3 separate regions of the Rattus norvegicus genome follow, and regions 1 and 2 are each linked to region 3. The links are chromatin contacts, called in public Hi-C maps. All regions are on one chromosome and are shown on one strand. Each heading gives the region's core, a stretch centred on a gene start, on an enhancer-like site or on the middle of the called end of the contact. The rest is flanking DNA. Distances are from core to core; before and after follow the strand shown. Region 1 overlaps Mob3b (MOB kinase activator 3B). Region 2 has its middle 18 kb from the start of Mob3b. Region 3 overlaps Mob3b (MOB kinase activator 3B).

What was found. Hi-C and Micro-C count contacts between places; a contact is called where the count stands out from the background.
Region 1: a Hi-C map of liver shows a contact between it and region 3, with 4 times the contacts expected there. The contact joins two enhancer-like sites. A contact is called at or near these places in 3 of 12 Hi-C or Micro-C datasets (hepatocytes and liver).
Region 2: a contact with region 3 is called in a Hi-C map of liver, with 3 times the contacts expected there. The contact joins two enhancer-like sites. A contact is called at or near these places in 10 of 12 Hi-C or Micro-C datasets (the A7r5 cell line, Schwann cells, frontal cortex and 6 more) and 1 of 1 datasets of contacts at active chromatin or transcription factors (oligodendrocytes).

What each region holds. Positions count from the first base shown.
Region 1 is chr5:54,483,265-54,486,067 of GRCr8, reverse strand. All of the region lies in intron 1 of Mob3b (MOB kinase activator 3B), which reads left to right. LOC134486926 (a long non-coding RNA gene) reads right to left here. Exons shown (of 2, transcript XR_010066501.1): 2 at 1,142-2,803. Among named protein-coding and RNA genes, the nearest start is that of Luc7l3-ps2, 35 kb to the right of the region's middle. Within about 2 kb of position 1,512, at least 8 of the 93 cell types and tissues checked have an H3K27ac peak or open chromatin away from gene starts, as enhancers often do. A contact at or near this core is called in liver, where this site is marked.
Region 2 is chr5:54,551,016-54,553,950 of GRCr8, reverse strand. No RefSeq gene overlaps it. Among named protein-coding and RNA genes, the nearest start is that of Mob3b, 18 kb to the right of the region's middle. Within about 2 kb of position 1,375, at least 7 of the 93 cell types and tissues checked have an H3K27ac peak or open chromatin away from gene starts, as enhancers often do. A contact at or near this core is called in liver, where this site is marked.
Region 3 is chr5:54,345,444-54,348,623 of GRCr8, reverse strand. All of the region lies in intron 3 of Mob3b (MOB kinase activator 3B), which reads left to right. Among named protein-coding and RNA genes, the nearest start is that of Cga, 64 kb to the right of the region's middle. Within about 2 kb of position 1,708, at least 5 of the 93 cell types and tissues checked have an H3K27ac peak or open chromatin away from gene starts, as enhancers often do. A contact at or near this core is called in liver, where this site is marked.

The sequences.
Region 1 (2,803 bases), core at 263-2,762, 140 kb before region 3:
CTCCTTTGCTTCTCCCCTCTTCTACTCTTCTTTCATTAAACCTTTTCACGTGGAACCATGTTGGCTTTGTGTGTTCTGCTTGGACGCAGGCCGAGATTTAAACCCCAAAAATGGAGAGCACAGGGAGGTGGGGAGATTTCGGGTCGGCAGGGGAGTTACCTAACTCAAGTCCCCTTCCTGCTTCTGTAGGATGACCTTCCCAACCTCTCCCTTCACTGGATCTTTGTGAGGCGCAGAGAGGGTCAATGTCAAGCAGTGCAAGCAATGGCAGACGTTAAACCAGAGATTGTTGCTCCTGAAGAGGGAAGGAGCTTTGTTAGAGCTGGCGCTTGGTTTTGCTCAGCAGGGGTTGTACTGTGGAACCAGATCGATTATGTTAGAGTCCCGTCTCTGCAGCTCTCTGTTGAAGCGACCTTGGCTAGACTATGTAACTTCCTCAGTTTTGTTATCTATAACCCAGGATTATTAATAACACCTCATAGGCGCTCTGAGGATTAAATAAGTTAATAGTACACAGTAAGAGATATGTACAAATGATTTGCTGCAATCTCCCGCTGTCACCTAAGATTCACCACTGTGTGAGACCGAATACCAACGGGGCATCCGGCTGAAACTGTCCACCTGGCAATAGAAACCGCCAGCCCAGGACTCGGAGGAGTGGTCTGTTTAAAAAACGAAACTGGGGCGATGCTGATTTTCCTGGACGGCTTTTGTGCTGACAAGGTTAAAGGCTAACAACAGTCACATTCCATTCACTCAGGTTTAAAGGTCACCCTTATGGTTAAGTCCCACAGTCATGCCCAGGGCAAGTAAGTACTTCAGATAGACTGTGCGCTTGGAACTCATTGAGTGGGACCTGAGGGAGCCCCTACCTGGAAATGAGGTACCTACGGAACAAGTCTGAGGAAGCTTTGGATCCTGAGGTTTGAGAGTACAGGTGAGGAGAGAGGGAGGCTCCCAGGGTAAGTGCAGAGCCGGGAGCTAAGAACGGGCCTGAAAAGCAGCAGGAATGCTGGGAGCAACAGAATGTTCCTGGGACCACTGCCTATGGAGGCTACTCCACAGCCCTTTAGTGTGGAAAGGGGAGGGTGAGTCTAAGACTGGATAATAGCAATTGCTTTTCAGTTCTTTAGGTCCTTCCTTTCTCTCTCTCTCTCTCTCTCTCTCTCTCTCTCTCTCTCTCTCTCTCTCTCTCTGTGTGTGTGTGTGTGTGTGTGTGTGTGTGTGTGTGTGTGTGTGTCAAGAAAGGATTTCCCTGTGCTTTCCACTGACTCCATCTCACTGGTGCAAGCCTAGAAATGCCCACTTCCTATGTCTTTCTGCCCCTATAGTTTTGTGAAACTCCAGGAGGCTTTGACTGAACTTTCCTAGGCTTAACCCCTTCTTCTCCACATCACAAACAAGTATGCATAAATCCTCGCCCGATTTCAGCCCACTCCCTAGACAGGCCTGACAGGCCATGCCTTTGCAAAAGAACATTCCTTAGGAACTGCAGGTAGCGTTCCCCACATGGGCACCATTTACTTCCCCTAGCGGATCTAGTGGGAAGTAAACTCAGCCTGAGCCTTCTGCGCTCAGCTCGCCTGTACCCTGTCTGCCCTGAAAGACTTTGCTCTCTGTCCTTGCCCCTAAGTCGTACAGGCCCCTCCTTTCACCAGAACTTGGATTGGAAAGTATTCTTCGCCCAGCCCTGAGAGAAATCTAGCATGCATGGTGTTTCCTAGGCTTTGTAACTTTATCGAATACTGCATGGAGGGTGGAGAACTGAACGTGGACCCCTCCGCCATGACCCCTCCGCCATGACCCCTCCGCCATGACCCCTCCGCCATGACCCCTCCGCCATGACCCCTCCGCCATGACCCCTCCGCCATGACCCCTCCGCCATGACCCCTCCGCCATGACCCCTCCGCCATGACAGTGGCCAGGTAGCCTGGCATTGCTGTACTTTCTCCATCACCACCGTACCCTCAAACCACAAAGGGGACCAGATCTTCGAGACTTTCTGAGGCCCTAGGTCCCTTTCTACCCACGCACATTCCAAACATATCAGCATCTGCCCACACCCCACATTAAGTGTAATTTTTTGCTTCAGGCCATGAAAAGCGTGTTTATTATTTGCTTTTTGAAATCATTTGACTGTAAGTAGCTCATGCAATTTATAATTGGCTCAAATTTCCCCAGAGTTATACAATAGAGAGTTCTTAAAAAAAAAAAAAAAAAGAAAGAAGAAAGAAGAAAACTGTCCTAAGAATTATTTTCATATAAAATAAAATATTTTTAAAAAATAGATTTAGCAAAGAAGTAATTATCATATTTGTAGACATTTACTTCAATCTTGAGAAACTTTCTGGTATTTTTCTGTGGTCTCTTTAAAACCACCAGATCTTTATGTACACTGCGTAGAGATTCAACTGGAGGTGCCAGGAGGCCTGACAGCTTGAGTTCAATACCTCAGACCCACATGGTGGAGGGAGAGAAATGACTCCTGTAAGTTGTCCTCTGACTTTCGCACAGTGTCCTAGTGTGCACACCAGCCTTCGTGTGTACATGCATATACATGAAAGGTTTTTTTTTTTTAATGCAACAAACATAAATAAAAGGACTTGTAAAAAAAAATGGCTTCAAGAAGTTGTTGGTTACTCCCTTAACATTTGTTGTTGCACCAGTGTATCTTGCAGACAGGAGGTCACTTTTGTCGGTCTCAAAGTTTGCAGCTAGGTGATACAGATTTTCTCGTGTAGCATGTAAAATAGTTTCCAGCACCATGACTATTAGCCAGTAGGGTGAAGCTTCTAGTTGGTAG
Region 2 (2,935 bases), core at 126-2,625, 210 kb before region 3:
AACACAAGAAAAAACAGACAAAGTGATACACATCTGTATCCTAGAAATGGGGAGGTGGAGGCAGGGGAACCAGAAGTCCTAGGCCATCCTCTGCTACTTTGTGAGTTCAAAACCAACCTAGAATACCTACCTGAGCTTTTGTCTCATCACAAATAAATAGAAAGAAGACACGAAGGTGGGAAGGAAATGTGTTGAGGGGTATAGGAAAGTGAGGTTCAAAGGGGACCAATGTATATGTATGATGTTGCCAAAGAGGCAGGGGAGAGAGCTGCTTTTTTTTTTCTTCTGATATAGAACAAGCCACAGAGCTGCCAATCATCCTTGTACAAGGCCCATGCTAATCTGGCCAAGGTGTTATCTGCAGGGCCAGCAGGATGGCTCCATGGGTAAAAACTTTTGTCACTAAGCCTAACAGCCTGAGTTATATACCCAGTCTGATGGGGTCAGAGGAAAGAACTAGAACAGGCAAGTTGTACAATGTACCCACCCCCATCCCTACACACATACGCATATATAAAAAAGTGTAAGTTATTAGGACTCAAGTAAGAATGTGTGCTGCTCTCACAGAGATCTGGAGATCAGCCAGCACCACATCTGGGGCTCACAATGTAAGCTGCCTGTAAGGTCAGCTCAAAATGAGTCTGACACTTCTGTTTCCTCAGGCCGGGCACTTGTGTGCAAGCATGTGTGCTGGCACGCGCTTGTGCGCGGACGCTCGCATGCACACACACACAGACACACACACATTTAAAAACATTAAAAACAAAAATTAAAAATTAAAATGGTCTAAGTTTCTATGTAAAAATCAGTTGTTAAAGGTATTTGCAAGGTAGTTTGATGTGTCATTTCAGGCCTTTTTAGCCCCAGGTGAGGGTACAAAGTTTAGCTTTCTGTTGGCTCTAAGATTCCCTGCTGCCAACTGTGGTGGTGCTGGTCGGTAGTATTAGGTGTTCCTTCTGGATGCAGGGGAAGGGCTTCCTCCCCTGCACATCTGTTGGAGCAGCTGGAGATGCATTTGCACACTTCAAGATGGACCAGTTAAGCCATTCTACTCGGAGCTACGGAGCGTCTTCTCCCAGCACTCGTGCACATGGCTTGCTTTGGTTTGGTTTTGTTGTTGTCGTTCACTGCTGAGAACCTTTGATCTACTTCAGCAGGACCTTTTCTCTAACTTTCATCAAACAGACTCAGCTCTTTTCCCCCTCTAGACACACAAAGAGTCTAGACCTTCTCTAGGGAAGCTAAGAAAAAAAAAAAAAAACCTTAAAAATAACTTGACCAAGTTAATTCATCTGGCAAAAATAACCTCACTACATAAAATAAACTTTGGGGTTTTGCAATAGCAGTTCCTGAGAATGTAAACAGCCCCAGGGCCCACATGCACTGAGTCACTTGCTGAACACTAAGAGCCTCTTGCCCAGATTCTGCAAAAATAATGAACACCGACTAAAGACTAAGGGGACGGAGGCACCAACACCAGGACAGACGATCTAGGACCGCACACTGAAAATGCTTGAGCAGCCTAGTGCAGGTGTGGGGAGGGCGGAAGTAGGCAGGATGGCATGTACCTCAGGCCACAGCACTCCCTGGGGAAAGCCAGAGTGTGGGCACTCTCAGGAAGTCACAGGAAGCCCCTGCAGGTTCCACCGTGTGTGCCGTTAACAAGATAATGGCTCCATTGAAACTGTAATAACACAGTGAGCCAGCAGAGCCCAGAGTATTATAATACCACATACCCAGCCCCTGTTGTCCGAGCATGATGACAGCATTATGTTCTTTCTACTGAAGCCCATAATGTTCTAATGCACTTACACCGAGTCTGGGTACTAGAACAATATTTGCTATATATAAGGAGTGCAATCATAATTTAGATTTGTAAAGCGCTCCTTCGAAGTATTTTCTTACTCTTGAATGCATTCAGCTCCCTTTAATGTGGGAAGCATTGTGCCATTTCCAAGTTTTAGGATGAAAAAACTTTGGGAGAGACTCCGAGAAAAGGGACCATTGTTTTTCTTAAAGGACAGACACTTCTGAAGTATTTGTAATAACCCACAACTATGGGGAAAAGTGGGGTAAATCTTGGCAATGTATTTCAGGTATGAAAAAAGATCAGAGTCAAGTTAACAACCTGTACGTGGTTCAGGTACTGATCATAGCCATGTGCCAGGTGCTTTATGGACGTTTGTCTTTTTAATTTAACCTTCATAACAGCCTCTGTAAGTGCATATACCCAGGGTAAACAGAACACTGCAGTACAGGTTAAATGGCTGCACTGACATGCTAGACGCTCCCACAAACACTCATTATGGTAGCTTGAGTAAGAATGACCCTCATACGCTCACATATTTGAATGCCTAGTCATTAGGATGTGGCACCACTTGAGAAGGTGTGGCCAGCCTTGTTGGAGTAAGTGTGACCTTGGAGGAGGAAGTAACTCACAAGGGCTTTGAAGTTTCAAAAGTCCAAGCCAGACCCAGTGTCACTCTCTCTTCCTACTGCCTGTGGATCAAGATGTAGAACTCTCGGAGCTCTTTTAGCACAATGTTCCTACCTATCACCATGTTCCTCTCCATGACAGTAATGGACTAAACCCCTGAAACTGTCAGCAAGCCTCAATTAAATTCTCTCTTTCATAAGAATTGCCATGTCCATGGTGTCTCTTTCTAGCAGTAGAACAGTAAGACACTAAGCTTTTCTTCTTTTCTCAACCTGGACATTGGATTGCACTTCCCCTTACAGTAGAACTCATCATGACATGATTCTGGCCAACATAGCATCAGGAATGCATGTCATTTTTAGATGGGAGAGTCAAGAACCAGTTGGAGAGAATGAGTGATTCCTCTTTCTTGATGTTCTGTGGTGACCATTAAAAGCTAAATTCCACATAGGATCTGCTGGGGCAGAGCCCTGTTCCTGTTCCCATCAAGATATTAAG
Region 3 (3,180 bases), core at 459-2,958:
CTGTTAGTAGATTCCCTGCCCTTCACATCCCCCATCCCCTGGTCCTCTCTTTAACTTCTCCCCCAGTCCCTTTCCTGTGTCCTTTACCTTCCCATCAACCTTCCCAATATTTTTACCCACTCTTGGTCTCTCTTCTAACCATTTAGACTTAATCTGTGTCACACACACACACGTTTATACATTACAGGCTAAGATCTGCATGTAGGAGAGAACATGGGGCTTTTGTCTTTCTGACATCTTGTCAGAAACTTTTAAGAGGTCTCCCCTGCAGAAATCACCCTAAGCGTTCTTCAGGTTTTGGTAACCTGACTTATACATATTACATTCCACTCTGTGAGAAAGACACTGAGCCTGCTCCCCTTGAGGAAGGAATGAAGGAATGAATGGTTTTGGGTAAACTAGATTAGCCTTCAGGAGGGTTCAGTGAGGAAAAGTGTGATGTGAGAAAAATCTCTTTAAATGGTTTGATGGCGCCACCAAGTGGCAAAGAAGTAGAATACAGCCTTGGAGCGCCCCCCCCCCCGCCGTGTGTGTGTGTGTGTGTGTGTGTGTGTGTGTGTGTGTGTGTGTGTGTGTGTGTGTGTGTTAAATTCTCTCATCCTTACCTCAGTTTTCCCTTCCTCCTCTCCTCCCAACCCCCACCCCCACCCTCCAGCCTCCCCTCTCCCTTCAGAAAAGGCAGGCCTCCCAGCGATATCAGGGAAACATGGCATATCAGCGCAATAAGACCAGACACATCCCCTCATTCAGGCTGGATGGGGAACCCAGTCAGAGGAAAAGAGGGCCTGTGCCTGGCATGCGTGTGGACGTCAGAGGACAACTTGAGCGAGTCAGTTCTCTCCTCCACTAATGTGAGTCCTGACCACAACGTTTTTCAGGGGTGGCAGCACTCTAACCTGTGAGCCGTCTTACCAGGCCATACCTATACATTTTCAAAGGTTAGATCCAAGAACAGTGACCTTCAGTTTGTGGGCTGTCATTAAAAACATGTTTCCTTGTAGGAATTAAAGATGCATCTCAGAAACAGTTTTTCTTCTGCCTGTTGGGGCTCATACCGTGGTGCAGAAAGCCCCACTACTAACTCCTCACAGCCTAACTCAGGCACTTTGGATGTGTTCTCTCTCTCTCTCTCTCTCTCTCTCTCTCTCTCTCTCTCTCTCTCTCCCCCCCCACTCTTCAAAAAAAAAAAAAAACAAACAAAAAAACACTCTTCTGTGTTAAGCTTAACTGTCCTAACGCTTTTCTCTGTGTCAACTAATAACTCAAATTGATATCAGCCTAGCTGAATCAAGCAGTTTTGAAAACTCAGGAATTACCTGCAACCATTTATAATTAATATATAAGTCAATGCATTCCCAAGTTATCACTCAAGAGCCTATCTATTCCTGATTCAGAGGTTTTCAGCTACAGCCCATGCCATGTGGAAAGCCCTGGTCTTCACAGTCACATGGGCTTGCTTGGATCCCACACCTGCCCCTCTCCGTGTGGCTTTAGTGAGTCACCCTTCTTTTTCCAACCTCCCCCATTTCCGGTACGGTTCCGTACAGTTCCGGTACAGTTCTGGTACGGTTCCGGTACAGTTCTGGTACAGTTCCGTATGGTTCCGGTACAGTTCCGGTACGGTTCGGTACAGTTCCGGTACAGTTCCTATACAGTTCCGGTACAGTGCACATTCATCTCTCAGGGCTGCAGCCAGGGGTTGCGGGCCGCTCCTGCAGAGCAGCACGTAAGAGCAGGGGAGACCTCGGCCTCTTACAACCTCTCTCTGCTCAGGCTGTCGTTCACCTCATAGAAACCAGTTTAGCTCCGAGACTAGACTCTTGCCGGACAGTTGTGGTTCCCTCTCAGAGTTCTATGTACACAATGACACAGCTGCCCAATGCACTGAGCCCTCGGTGGGCTATTATCTAAAGTCCCTTCCTTTCTTTCAGAGCACTGATCCATTGCACATAGTCGATTTAGAGTTAATTATAAACCTGAAGTCCTGTTTAGCCTCTTCCTCTCAAATACACAATCTGTTGTCAAGCATTAACTCAGAATACAAGGACCTTTTAGTTTTTGATCTTCATGTCCTTGCTTCTTTAAACCCCAGGGTAACCTCAGTCGCCACTCCCACCCACCCCCCACCCACCCCCCAGATATTGGGATTACAGTTGTTGTACCACTGTGCTCAGTTCACAGGAACCACTGGAAACTTGAGGTGGGAACAGTAGGTTTCTCTTGTGTTTGCTGTGGTTATTTCCTCTCCTCGCAGAAGGTGCACGGTTCTTTCTGATTTGTCTTTGCTGACCACACCTTGCTACAGTCAAGAGTGTTCTGCTCCTGCATAGCAACATCCCTCTACCTCTACATTTCAGATCCATGTCAGAGTGGATATTAACAGAAAACTCTTCCCAAACCACTTCCTGCCAGCAAGGGGTGACTGATGTCATGTCCATGTTTCTGAAACCACATCTATAGAAAAGGATCAGAGAAGGGAATTAAGATGTGCTAAGTCTATGCATATAGTAATGTATTTAACCTTCCCTTGATCCACTCAGTAACACAGTACATTGTACAGATGACGAGACCGAGAACCCATGTGTTACTTGATTACGCAAACACATATTGACCCTGATTATCAGGCACTGGGGATGCAAGGACAAACAGCCAGCAGAGCCCATAGGATCTTGCCTGGGATGATCCAAAGAGCAGAAATGAAAGGCTTTTCCGTAGGCATAGTGTTACTCTAAGTCTACCCTTCTATTATTCAAATGCTGGTTCCCCAATCCTACTATCTGACATTCTAGACACAGCATTGTAAGGCTTAAGAGTCTCCTGTCTCATGTTTGTGTAAACAAGGATCACTATTTAGTCTCTGCCTTGCCAATGAAATCTGGAAAGGCCAATGGCTAGTCAATAGAAAGAATAGGACAGCACATCAGCCAGCCAGAGGAGGAGGGAGAGAAAGAGAGGATTCAACATGAGGAAGAGTTCCAGAGAGACATCAAGGCAAAATGCACCTGAAGCCCAGACAACTAGACCATTACAAAAATGCCAGTTTCTCAGGCATTTTGGCTGAGGTAGCCAGATTCGATTAGAGGATTAGAATGGACTTATAATACCTAGTTATTGTACTTCAAGGTGAAAATAAATCTCAGTCTCTCTGTGTCATTATTACTAGCTAGGATTTTTTTTTAA